Regions from separate parts of the Anas platyrhynchos genome. Here region 2 is linked to region 1. A link is a contact called in public Hi-C data. All regions are on one chromosome and are shown on one strand. Each heading gives the region's core, a stretch centred on a gene start, on an enhancer-like site or on the middle of the called end of the contact. The rest is flanking DNA. Distances are from core to core; before and after follow the strand shown. Region 1 has its middle 170 kb from the start of GPAM. Region 2 has its middle 120 kb from the start of GPAM.

Region 1 (6,746 bases), core at 1,449-3,948:
CTTGACTGAGAGCTCTTTTATGGCAATGATAGTTTCATGACAAGATTAGGTAAATTGTAATGGAGAAACTGTAACTGAGTTTGTGTGCATTGACTGGGCATTTGAGCACAATAATGGCTGGGAGGTTTACTCATCCTCCTTCCCCTTTCATATCAACAGAGCAACCAAGCACTCTGTAATCTCTTATAAGAGGTGAATTCAAAGGAAACCAGATTTTAGCCAACAGAGGTAAAAGCTCAGAAGCCCTTTATCTAACTTAATAGAATTTTCTCAGTTCCTGTAGCAAAGAAACGCTCTTTCCTGTGTCAGTGAGTATACTATACTAGAATGAAACAGTTTTTATATTAACTTTTATAAAAGCCTAGACCCTAAAACCTGCTGCCTTGCATTCCGCACTTTGCCCTTCTGACTAAAAGCCAGTCTGTGCTGATACACAAAGATGGTGAAGAAAGGAAAGAATTCCAAAACAGAATAATGCTATGACATCAGACTCAGATTCCTGGATGAAAAGACTTCTTACAAGAAATAATACACCAAAGAGCAAGAAGACTGTAAGATAGAGATAAAACAGAAGGAAGGTGGATTGTCGTCTTAAGATACTTAGCTTGCAAGACTTGTACAAATACACGACAACCCTTGGAACATATCATCTGGTTGCACAGAAGCCCTGGCACCTAAAACCACTAGTTAGGCCAGGATTTTCTACCTCATTTCCTTCTTTGTCTCTCCTTTTCTCTGTTATATTTGCAGTATGTCTTGGGGATTCCAGCTGATTTTAAATAAATAAACATGTAAGGAATGATTGCCTCCCTTATGCATCTACAGGGACCTCAACTATGATCTGGATGAACCACCTGGTCTGTTTATACTAAGATAGCTTCTTGGGGTAGAAAACTTTTCAAAATCTATTTGACAGTAGATAGGTGTTTATTTGCATTACATCCATCAGACTCACTGCCTGAAGGCTTGTAACAGAGTCCTCAGAAAAGAGACTTTCAGCAGTTGTCTGAGGCATTTACGTGTGCTAGCATTCCTCCAGGGAGACAGAAGATCTGTATGTTGATTGTAGGACTATCAGAGAGATGATAGAAAGAGAATGAGGTTATTTCTCTAAAACGTGATTGTAGGTTCAGAAATTCCTGCTGTGCTTCATAAAGCGTTAAGAAATGTGATATTTATTTTATCTCCCATGGGATATCATCCAGCAGAACTATAAAACACATGGATACAAACTGAGGGAACACCACAACAGAACTCTGACTCACTACAGATTTTCAGTATAATTTCAGTATAATTGTATTTTATGTCATTAACACTGTATTCTTTGGGAAACACTGTTCTTGCAAGAATCTTGGTTCACTTTTTATTTTTTTTTTTTTTTCTTTAACAGAAAAGTAAGCTATTCCTGGAAACGGAGCAATTGCAACTTGGGAAGAAAAAAAAAAAAAAAAAAAGTATTGAGTAACCTCACCTTCAATACCCTGTGAAGGTAAAACTATCAGGGAGTAGTGCCCAAAGGCAGGCTACGAAAATGGTGGAAGGCCTATAGGGCAAGGTATATAAGGAGCAGCTAAGGTCCCTTGGTTTGCTCAGCCCAGAGCAGAGCAGGCTGAGGGGAGGCCTCATGGCAGCCTGCAGCTCCTTCACAGGGAGCAGAGGGGCAGGCGCTGAGCTCTGCTCTCTGGGGACAGCGACAGGATCCGAGGGAATAGCATGGAGCTGGGACAGGGGAGGGTCAGGCTGGGGGTTAGGGAAAGGTTCTGCACCCAGAGGGTGGTTGGGCACTGGTACAGGCTCCCCAGGGCAGCAGTCAGAGCCCTGAAGCCTGCTGGAGCTCAAGAAGTGTTTGGACAATGCTCTCAGATGTAGGGTCTGATTATTGGGTGGTCCTTTGTGGAGCCAGGAGTTGGACTTGATGATCCTTGTGGGTCCCTCCCAACTCAGGATATGTTATGATTCTGTTTGATGTGCTGTCTTCCTCCTTGGAATGGCTAACCATGAGAATCATTAAAAATGTGAATATGCTCTTATAGAAGGTATCTGGGGCATGACGTTAGCAGTTAGTGAGGACTGACTACCTAGGATTCTTCAGAAAGTCTGGAGTATTTGAAACTCTAAGAGACATTGCAACCAAGGTCTGCCCAACACCATTCTCTCAGCCCTGTTTTGCACATTATAACCTTGGTTTTACTGTTTACTGCTCTCAAAGGGCCTAGAAATCTGTTACGAGGAAGCTCAAGAAGGAAGACAGATTTCTTCCTTCTGGAGGCTGTAGAATTTGTGTCCACTTCCAGTCACTTATTTCTTGCAAATAGGCAGCCCCATGTAGAATACTGTGCTCACATACTGACTTTTGTGAAGACATGAACTTTGTATTTACCTCTTCAGTAACACCTCTGAGGGACTAACTGTGAAAGAATAATTCATAACCAAGAGGTGACATGATTTTTTCTTAACGTTTTCCATAAATTCTTGCATTAAAAAGGCAGTATTTACAGGGCAGGAACCAATTTTGAAAACAAATGATTGTATGCGTCTGTTCAAGGAAAACATCTTCCAGTGGAAAAACAATATAAGATTTTTTCATTATCTTTAAAACAGATAAGAGCTATATAATGAAAAGGTAAAACAAACAAACGAGAACACTGTCTCCCTTGGCTGTCCAAGAAATATTATACAATGATAATGCTTGAGACTGTCTTATTCAAGGCTGCAATGGTTTCATCATCCTGCTAAGGCTTGGCAAAACAAAAAGACCATACGATAAAGGAAGCAGCAAACATTTCAGTCCCAAGCTAAAGTGCTGCTACAGCATTAGAGAACACAGTCTTTTGGATTCCAGAATATCTCATGAAATATTCCAGAATATCTTCTGAAACACTGTTCCTGCTGTCACAGAGCATCCTCATCCCAACCAGACACCTAAACTACTCATCTCACAGCCTCTAGGTCTTATTGCAGCCCTCCCCTGAGCATTTTTTTTTTTTTTACAGGTGAATTCAAGAAGAAATTATTGCATTGTGAAATGCTTCTCTACCTAGTCTTATTTGCATTGTATGAGGAAGAGGGGAAATAATGACAGTTCTAGAACCTAAAATTAATATTTCTACTTACTGGTCAATATAGAAACAATCTGGAAGCAAGTTCCACAGACAAGCTATACTACTGCGCCAATGGACAAAGCATTTAATTCTTGGGTTTGGTAATTCAGAAATCAGTGGATTGCCCAAGACCATCTCAGAATCTTCACCTGAATGTGACAAATATTTCCAAAGGAAGTTCTGTCACATCACCCTGCCTGGGATGACTGGCTGGTACTTTTAGCTCTCTGATAGATCTCTAGCAGTAACAAACTGGTAACTGAGTGAGATCTCACAGAATGATGGGAAGGAGGGCAAGACCAAACTCTCAGGCTAGACATACAACAGTGACAGCTCCCAGTACTAGCAGGTTAAAATAAATTACTGGGCCAGAATAATTCTGAGTACAAGTGAACACATTCTCACTATGTCCATGTTATGCTAGCATCCTTTTGTACTTATTTTATCTGTAACAAACCTAACTATGTAGACTATATTGTAAGTAGACTGTTTCAGACTTCTTTTCCTATCAATAGTAGTTTGATTCTTAATAATAACTACTGTTATAGCTACCATATTTTTGTCTGTATCTATGTTATTTTGTTGTTTTCTGATGTTTTTCTAATGCTGGTTAAGGTAAGATGCTCTCTAATAAAACTACAAGTTAAGTTTAAGGAGGGCAAAGATTTGAGCCTGACAATAAAATTTCTGATGCACATTTTAATACAATAATTGGTAGTTAAGTAAGACAGAGTGGGTCAGTAGAATCATCGGCAGTCAGCAATATTCACTCCCTCATTTATTTCTGCATGAAGTACTGAAGACAAGACTGCATTGTAAGCAGCTACCCTTTCAAAAAAGTAATTATTTCTATTGTGGTCTGTACTGCTCTGCTTCCCACTGGTAAACAGGTAAACCAGAACCAAACCCAATACTTCAGACAAACATTAATAACTGCTTTCCTTTGCCTCACAGCATTCACCTGAATGTTTCAGGATGACAGTTGTGCACCAAGACAAAGCTCTGTCTATGCTGCCAGCTTCACAAGCTATCAAATGAAATTCCATTTAAATCCATTTTCCTTATCCCCTTATTCACTCCCGTGAAGTTATCAGAATGACTTGTGTTGTATGTTCTCCTTAGAAACAGATTGTGTGATATCATTTTCCCTATATTATGAGTGAGAGGCTGAAATTTTAGTGAGGAATAATCATATTCAGATATAGAAAGAAAAGCGTGCCAAGAAGAAAAAATTCCAAACCAATTTGGTTTGTGTAACAGAAAGAAGAGGAGAAAGAGAGATGGGCTAGGGAAAGATTTTGGAAAAAAAAAATTGAGAATTCCTCCCTCAAAGTTAACTAAAAAGGTGCCAATCTGCCACATACTGAAATCATCTCTCATGTTTATTCAAGATATGTGCTAATTTTATCACTACCAACCTGACCTAATATGTTTGGCTATTTATATATATTTTGTTGAAAATTATTCTGTTAAGTTTCTTGCTCACGGTTATTTTTCTAATGCAGATGAATGGAGTATTTCAGAACAGAAGCCACTTAATACAGAAATAGTAGCTGGATGACAGTAATGGCACTTATAAAATGGGTACTAACTCATGGTACGTCATGTTCATGTTCTCTATGCTAGTCTGAACAGTGGATACATCAGGAAAATGTTATTTCATCACTTGAAAGCATACATCAGGTTAAAGGATGAAAAATAACCAGTATCAGGTATGGGATTTATATTTGAGATTGTAAGAAGTGAGGATCTAAACCTACATCTTGAAATCAAAGTCCACAGCGTAATAACAAAGAACTGATTTGGAACACTCTGTTTCTTGGAGGAAAACACGGTTCAATCAAAAATCAAAAGAAATGCTTTGGGTAAAAGAACTGATTTAGCCAAGTTTTTTTTTTTTTTCTTCTTTTTTTTCTTTTTTTTTTTTTTTTAGATGATGAAGAGAGAGGGGAATGCATTTAAACAACCCCCGATGAATCACAGCCTTTTTGTTCCCTTTTTTCCCCCTTTCTCTTATAAGAAGTATACTAGGAAGCATAAAACAGAGCATTCAGTTCCAAAAGATCCAAAATAAAATACAAATCTTAAAAATATAGATATATCTCCAGCTGAATTTGGGATTACTTCTGAACAGCAGAAAAACAACATTCAAGATCCTTCACAGGATGGGATTTTCACTTTCAAAACAGTTTTCTGGCAGAGTCCACTGCTCAGAATTGGTAACAAAACTCCAGGGTCCATAAAATTTTAGTCTACTTACACACCAGGGAATAGCATAATTACTGAAATACAAAACTGAGAAGGGGATTTAGAGAGACATCCTTTTCACCTGAAAAGATTTAGGAACAAACCAACAGGTTGACTGAAACAGCACAGAGCTTTGTGTGGTTTTGTTGCAGATCCCAGAATCACAGCATCAGGCAAAAACTCAAATAAATAATGAAGTATTTCAGTTGATTCCTCAGTCCAAGACTTTTCAGACTTTTTGAAGTTACTTCACTGGTAAGCCTGGCCTGCAAGAGTAATAGTTTTGCTGGTAAAGTAACAAAGCTCCCGTTGGCTCTGAGATAAAAATAATCAACCCTTCAGCTTACATGTGTAATAGACTACAACTGATGTTTGTGGTTTCTTTTTTTTTTTTTTTTTATTATTTATGTATTTATTTACTTACAGATTGGCTCTTACAGCAGAGCAGAAGGAATGAGAAACGTGGTATAAGAAGTTTACAGAGTCCATTCAGAATTTCTTCCCCTCTTGGAGAAGGCGAGCACAGAAATGGTGAAACCACCTCTCCTCACCCTAGTAACTCTACAAAAACAAAAGGGTTACATTTTAAGAAGCAGGGGCATGGCACAATTGGTACTTCTTAGATGTGTTTGGAGGCTGTTCTGTACCTCCTGTAGTAATATAAAAGCCCAGGTACAACTTGTTTAGGATCTTGTTTTGAACATTACCTGCGTCACGTATAATAAAACAATACTGTCTGAGGTATTATGGAAGGACGAAGAGGAATGTATGTTTGCCTTTTCCTGTAAGCCTTATGTGAACAATTTATAAAGTAAGGTAAATACCTCAAAGTTACTGGCTGTTCGGTATAGAAAGGTCAAAACCAATCTTCTAATACTCTGAAAGTCTGAGTCAATTTGAATGAAGTCAGAGGAATTTGCTGATCAAGATTCAAGTACCAAAAAAACAAGTTGAATTGAGAGGAATTGTGGAAGAAATCAAACACACAAGGACAAAATCAATTACAGCCAACGGCTATATTTACCTCAGTGAAGAATTTTGTTCATAAACCATTGATTTTTGCCTTCTTCACCAGAAGAAATTCATTTTTAAACATAATTCAAAAGTTATGATAAAAAACAACAAACAGATTGTTGCCAATTATATTAATTTGTATGGCAGTAGCCCCAGCTGAGGAAGGAAGATCTTTGTACTAACAGCTGTAAGAATTCAAAGTCAGACCATGAACAAGGAAAATTTTTCATTATTAAAAAAAAAAAAAAAAAAAAGGCAAGGGGGATCGAATCATCATTTCAATGTTCTGGATGAAACCTAGAAACAGCACCTGACATGGTAGCAACTGCCATAGTGCTGCAAAATAAGGAATTTGTCAACACCAGACATACTGGGTCTTGTGAC
Region 2 (6,746 bases), core at 2,086-4,585, 53 kb after region 1:
ATAGTCACTGCCCAGAATACTTACTAAAATAAATGTGCAGGACAGTATATGGACAGTTATGTAAGTCATAACATGTCTAAGCTTGTATAACATTTGCAAATCTTTCTCCATTTTCCTGTTTAGCTGGAATCTCTTGGCAAGCCTTTCTTCACAAAGGAGCAAGTTCAGTTATACAACCCCCCTGAGATGACAGTACTTTTTTATTAGAAAAGGATGTGTTTTAATGAAGTAGATGCATTTAGTTGCCTCTGGTGCTTTCTCTGGTGTTCACAGCTCTCCCAGGTGATGAGTCAAAATTTGTATTTTAACAAAAGCAAGTACTCTATTTGAAAGGCACAATCCCTTAAAGCTCCTAAGTAGGTTTTTGTCTATAGTTTATTACCACCTTTACAGTCTTTTTTTTTTTTAAAGGAATATATGATGCTTCTGTTAGTTGATGAAAATATCTGTATTTTCAAACTCAGTTGTAGAAAATACTACATTGAAACATAAATGCAATAATCACTTTCTGCAGGGCAATTGTTTCATCTACTTCACACTGATCTGATAGCACAAAACTGGTAGAAAGAGAACAGGGGAAATGCTTATAGGTTTTTTTATCCAACCCAGATCGTTCTGACAGTGTGGGGATGGAGGGTGCAAAACTCTTCACAAAAGTTTCCTAGGAATTACATAAAACCCAAGGAAGGGCTGCTGGGATCCAACACAGCAGGCTCTGTGATATAATTTTGCTGTGTTCAAGCCATTTACACATATATTGTTCTATGGAGCTTTTTACAGATCTTTGCCTTTAAACTAGTGCAATAGAAGTTTGATGGTCCTGACTGAGAATGGCTTTTACACTCATGACAGTTTTCTCAAAGCTTATACATGGTGTTAGGTTGTTTCAAAAAGGTCTTAGCCCCATGGTTCTTGACTCAGAACCACTGAGAAGGACCTAGGCAAGCCCAGGAATATGGAATAGCTAAAACATCTTATCTTCACATCCCCTTGCATTATGATCCTCAAATAAAGCACCTTCCCTATCCCAGCTAGTTTCCCACCTTTAGTAATTGTTCATTACCCTTGCATACAGAACAAATCTGTGAAGAAAACAAAAGCAAAAATCACTTATAACCAAGAGTAAGTATTTGCAGGCTAACAATGGTTTGCATGTGCAAGCCCAGAAACACTGTCTCACTTTAAAATGTGAGCCCCGCCCATAGTTAGCAGCCAATCTAATAAAAAACTCATTTGTCTAAAGTAAAGCTTCTCTTACTGAATTATGTTACTGTAATTGTACAAGCACTGTTGCTGTTGTAACAGTTTAATGATATGAAAGGGACTGATTCCGCAAGGTTCTGAAATTCCTACTTCTGCTGAAATCTACCTCACACGATTTACATCAGAGAAGTCTCCCCTGAATTTGTTTCATGTACCTTTTTCATATACCTTCTCAGTTATTTCAAAGCTTCTCTAACAACAGCTGCAAACCAAAACATAAACAAACATGAAAAGTTAGCATTTATTAGTGAAACATCGGATAACTGACAATGGAATAGCTGTCTATATTTATGAGAGACTTCGCTTTCCTTTTCCAATGTTTTTTGAATAGATTTGGACGTGAAACACCTCAATTTAAAATACAAAGTCCGCTGAACTGAGACATTATAATCATATTTGCTGATTGCTTTAGCAATTGTCTCCTGCAATCTTCTAAAGCAGTCATTAGATTCCCACTGACTGTATCCAGAATAGAAAAAGCCAACATGAACAGCCAATACATTTCTTTTTTTTTTTTTCAGTCCAGCTATACACACAACCCACATTCACACATATTTAGGTCTGAACACTCTGTAGGCTATTGTTAAGCAAGGCAAAAAGATGACCTTAAGGAGCAAGGATTGCTTTTTTAGCTTTTTACTTCACCATGAGCTAGAGATTTCTAAAAAGGGTGCATCCATGGGAAGACAAAAGCTCGCTAACCATCACCCTAAGGATTGAGCAGAGCTATGAAAAAGGCTACAGAAAATAGGGACTGACTTCCCTTAGTTTAAATTACTCCTCTGTTCTGCAAACTGATTGTAGACAGCTAACTTTGATAGCACCTTGTGGGAGAATTTTCCCTTCTGGGAGCTGCAAGTTTAATTGCTGTTCTTACCTCCCAGCTCATCCCTATACTCTACAGAATGCTTCAGTGCTTGCATCTGTGTTGCAAAAGGGATACCCTATCCCCATGGAGACATCTTTTCTGGGAAAATAGCTGGAATTCACCTGCCCTCTCTACTACTATATACAGGTTAAGGATTGCATCTAAAAGGCATTTAGATTTAGAGCTTAGTGATATGGTTTAGCGGAGGACATGTTAGTGTTAGGTCAGAGGTTGGACTCTGTGGTCTTGGAGGTCTCTTCCAACCTAGATGATTCTGTGGTTGCTAAGGGTACACTGCAACTTCATACAGCAAAAACATGAAGACCAAGTTAGCCAGAATGTTCTTTGTACTCAGAACTGCAGTGCTAGCAAGATTTCTCTAATTATATATGGCATTGGTTCACACACAGCTCTGCAAGAAATCCAGTGTTTTCTGCAATGCAACAAAATAACAGACCAACGTTACCAGCTCCAACTGTTACTCCATTGGGTGGATAGAGTGGTAGATCAATAACTGGACTACTGGATTTAGAGAGGAAAGATGGCATGGGTGAGGAACACTCCCACCACCACTTTTTTTTCTTTAAACTCTCATCTCAGTTCTACAAGCTTCATTAAAAACTGGCAAATAGCAGTAAATCTCAAAGCCTCATTCTCTACGCTTCTATACAGCCTCAAATACCTAGCCTAACAGGACAGTTCTAGTGGTTGCTAAACTGGGACAGAAAGCAACCTCATCAGCCTTCAAATATTCTAGCATAGATTAGTATGTTATTTAATTCTTAGATCTTATTTTTACCAATTTAACTAGCTTTTTAGCATCTGACCTTTTCCCACCTGCCTCTGATGGACTGAATCCAGCTTTTAGATACTAGAAAAATAGCCTAGTTTGTTATTTCTTACATGAAATGATTCTTCCTATACACAGACACAATCCAAAAGAGGTGGACCACCACAGGGACTGCTGGCCACTTTTTCCACAAAAACAATGACTGTCCGGGGGTTCACACACACACCTCTTCCAGGTCAAGATGCAACAGCCTTGGATAACTTCTAAAGCAGGACAACATAGAAAACACTGATCAATACATAAGCGTGCTAATAAAGAAAGTACCAAACACTGAAATAAACTAGTGGGAAAAAGGGGATTAAATATCCTTCACAGAAGGCTTTTAAGGAGCTCCTGTTTATGACAGCCTGTACTGTAGACTGGGATGTTCCTGGCATTGAAACCACTTGTTGTTTTTTCCCCTACTTTGCGGTTTAGCTTTGCCACATAATTGCCAGGTACCATGCAGATTGCTTGATATCTTATGGCATAACCTAGGCAACAGAGCAGGAGGGCCCCTCTACTTGACTATTTAAAAAGGAAGCAAAAAAAAAAAAAATTACCAGGGTGATCATCTCTATTTATGTAGAGGGGTGAGGAGGAGGAGAGAATGTCCCACTACTGAAAATAGCTTTTAAGTATATACCGTGCATTCGTTAGCTTTGTTTACCTATGAAAATGGCCACATAAATTAACAGTAGTGTAACTGGATAGTTAATACGAATAAATTCATTAGTTACAAGGCCCAAAGGAAGGATGGAAAGATGTTTTTTCACAGAGGTTATTTTTCCAACAAAAGATAAAACGTGATAAGAGGAGGTTGTTTTCATTCTTCTGTTTACTACTTAAGCTTTTACTTTTCTCAGAGACGAACTTTTACCCAGACTGTCTGCCCAAAACAAGTCATTTCCATTTTATAAACATCAGGAAGAAAAAGTTCAGTCCTTCTAAACAGAGCTTTTACATTTACAAAATAAGAAAATGGAACTTTCTAGTGCTATTTTTTCTCTGACGGTAACTTAAATGAGGTCATTTCCAGTTAAACTTTCAGCTTGCTGGAAACCAAATGACCATGCAGCCTGGGGCTCCTCACAATAAGGAGACTGATTGGGATGTCACCAACACATCATGGTTTTGGACCTTCTACAGCTCTCAGTGACCTCTCTGTACCCAGCGCACCTCAATGCTGGCTCTGTTAGTGCCAAGTGTGGGCCACCATAGCTGTATCCAGAAGAGCTGTAACACTTCTGGCTACAGCACGGGATTCCCTTTCCCATATGTTAACACCTATCCCACATACTGGCACCATTTGGCCATCCCGCAGTCATACCCAGTGGCTTTTTCAGATCTCCTACCACATATAGCCACCCACATAAATCTCATGCAGCAAGTTAGCCATAAGTGTAAAACAAGGACCCTGCAGTTTCTTCAACTTCAGTTATCTTCATTGTCCACAATCTGGAAGCTTAGTTTGTTTCTCCAGAAACAGATCATGATCTATCCCTGATTTCAGCAGAGACTGTTCAAGCAACCCATTACAACTGACAGCATGTTAGTCTTACAGTCCCTGTACCACTTCCAAGACATGAAAAAAACATCCATATGAAAATAATTTAGTCAGCTATCAATTTAGAAGGGAAATACAGATCCCTTAGTGGCCAAGTTTGCTTCTTCCACTGAGATCTCACCTACAGCTCTCATTCTTTATACAAGCATAAGCAGAATACTGCAAACAGGTAAAAAAAAAAAAAAATAATAAAAAATCACCTTGTGCATCTGCAGTCAGATTAGATGCTGGGTGGTCTGTTTGAGTGAGAGCAGAAATTCAAAGGAGCAGAATTTGAGTTTCTTTTATAACATTAACTGTCCAGGAAAAGGCACCCAGTCACTAGAGTTCAGTTTTTCTATTAAAATATTATCCTAATGCATCTCCAGGTTCCCAAATTATATGAAAGTAGAAAATTTAATTCTATACTCTTCAAATATAGAAATTAGAAATTACTGGAGCAGAGTAACTCCAACATACATAGGAAGACTTAAGCATTTCTATCATCATTAATTATAGACAAAAACCTAAAAAAATAGAAGTATTTAGAACTCAACACCAGTGCCACCTATTATTAGAAGTCCTACTTCCACAGCCTAATTATTGAACATTTCAGTTCAAAAGCCTCATGAATTCTAGTCCTAAGTATTATCCAAGGTGATTTTTGTTGTTTTGCTTTAAATCTCAGCTTCTAGTAGCTTACACAGTTTTTACTGTATTTTACATTTCAATCTGTGAAAGGTCAGTTCTTGAACTGGACAGAACCACATCGTTAAGTTTGTCAGGCTCCAGCTACATGTTCATGAACATCATCTGTGACCTCATTGGGAAGCCCAAGACCACTGTTACAGGACTTTGGGACGAGAAGCAGAATAAATTACTTGCTTTTAAGGGTTTCTAGTTGGCAGTGTTATTGGCTGCACAAGAATACAGGATGATTCTCCAAGATAGAGCATTTTTAAGAAGACTCCTCTCTATCCTGTTTCACCTTATCCAACAGATCACACAAAGGTCTGGTGGTCTGCTCAGTATAACCTAAGCTTCACCAAGGTCCTTTTTTGGTATTTTAAATGAAGGCAATTTCAGGCTTACTTTAAAGAAAGTCAACAACCTGCCAACACAATGGGTCACTGACTTCTCAAAGCCCTTTCTCCCTGAAATAAGGGAGAATATAAGAGATGACAGTAAGGTTTGCAAGGTTAAGTAGCTTCTAAGAAAAATGCCAAATGAAATTTGACAGGAAGAGATCCCACAGCTCTACAACTTATGTCCATTAAGACAGATAATATTATTTAGAACTTTTTTCAACAGGCAGATGAGATAGTTAGGAGGGGTGTTGTGGTTTAACCTGGCCAGCAGCTAGGCACCACACAGCTGTTTATTCACCCTCCCTTCCAGTGGGATGGGAGAGACAATCAGAAAAAAAGCAGGTTGAAATAAAGACAGTTTATTAGGACAAAAGAGAAAAAAATAATAATAGTGGTGATAATAAAAATAATGCATACAAAACAAGTGTTGCACGATGAGCAATTTCTCACCACCTGCTAACCAATGCCCAGCCCAGTCTCAAGCAGTGGGGTACATTACATTATATGGGACATCCCTTTGGCCACTTGGGTCAGCTGTCATGGTCCCCACCCAGCTCCTTGTGCACCCCTAGACTCCTCACTGGCAGGGCACCATGAGAAGCTGAAGAGTCCTTGACTTAGTGCCAAAACTGTTATCAACATTATTCTCATCCTAAATCCAAAACACAGCACCTTGACAGCTACTAGGAGGAAAATGAACCCTATCCTAGCCAAAACCAGGACAAGAGGAAACCATGACTTTTCTCCTAGCCGAACAGTTTGAAATTGAGTTAGTTGAAACTTTCCAGTAGCAAAGTTCAGCTGTGGCACTGATTCCCTCTCCCATTCTCCTTGCTCTGAAATAAAATCAACATATGGGAGAACTTTCTGAAATTCCTCTAAAAATTAGTTAAAACATTAAGGGATAAATAGGACTTTCTGATGATAGAGATTTAATCTTCCCCTTCATTCTGTAAAGTGAGATGTACAAAAGGACGGTTTCTTCCAATTCACTGTAGGTACTGTACCTCATTTATTAATAAAATGCTTTAGTTTTCAAGTATTTTCAACACATTTTCCCATAACTAACTTATCATAGAACAGCTGGGGTTGGAAGGGACCTAAAAGATCAGCTAGACCCAATCCCCCTGCCATTAGCACCATGCCACCCAC

What was found. Hi-C and Micro-C count contacts between places; a contact is called where the count stands out from the background.
Region 2: a contact with region 1 is called in a Hi-C map of small yellow follicle, with 3 times the contacts expected there. The contact joins two enhancer-like sites. A contact is called at or near these places in 2 of 8 Hi-C or Micro-C datasets (F5 follicle and small yellow follicle).

Annotation. Positions count from the first base shown.
Region 1 is chr6:31,557,018-31,563,763 of IASCAAS_PekinDuck_T2T, forward strand. No RefSeq gene overlaps it. Among named protein-coding and RNA genes, the nearest start is that of GPAM, 170 kb to the right of the region's middle. Within about 2 kb of position 2,699, at least 3 of the 8 cell types and tissues checked have an H3K27ac peak or open chromatin away from gene starts, as enhancers often do. A contact at or near this core is called in small yellow follicle, where this site is marked.
Region 2 is chr6:31,608,891-31,615,636 of IASCAAS_PekinDuck_T2T, forward strand. No RefSeq gene overlaps it. Among named protein-coding and RNA genes, the nearest start is that of GPAM, 120 kb to the right of the region's middle. Within about 2 kb of position 3,336, at least 2 of the 8 cell types and tissues checked have an H3K27ac peak or open chromatin away from gene starts, as enhancers often do. A contact at or near this core is called in small yellow follicle, where this site is marked.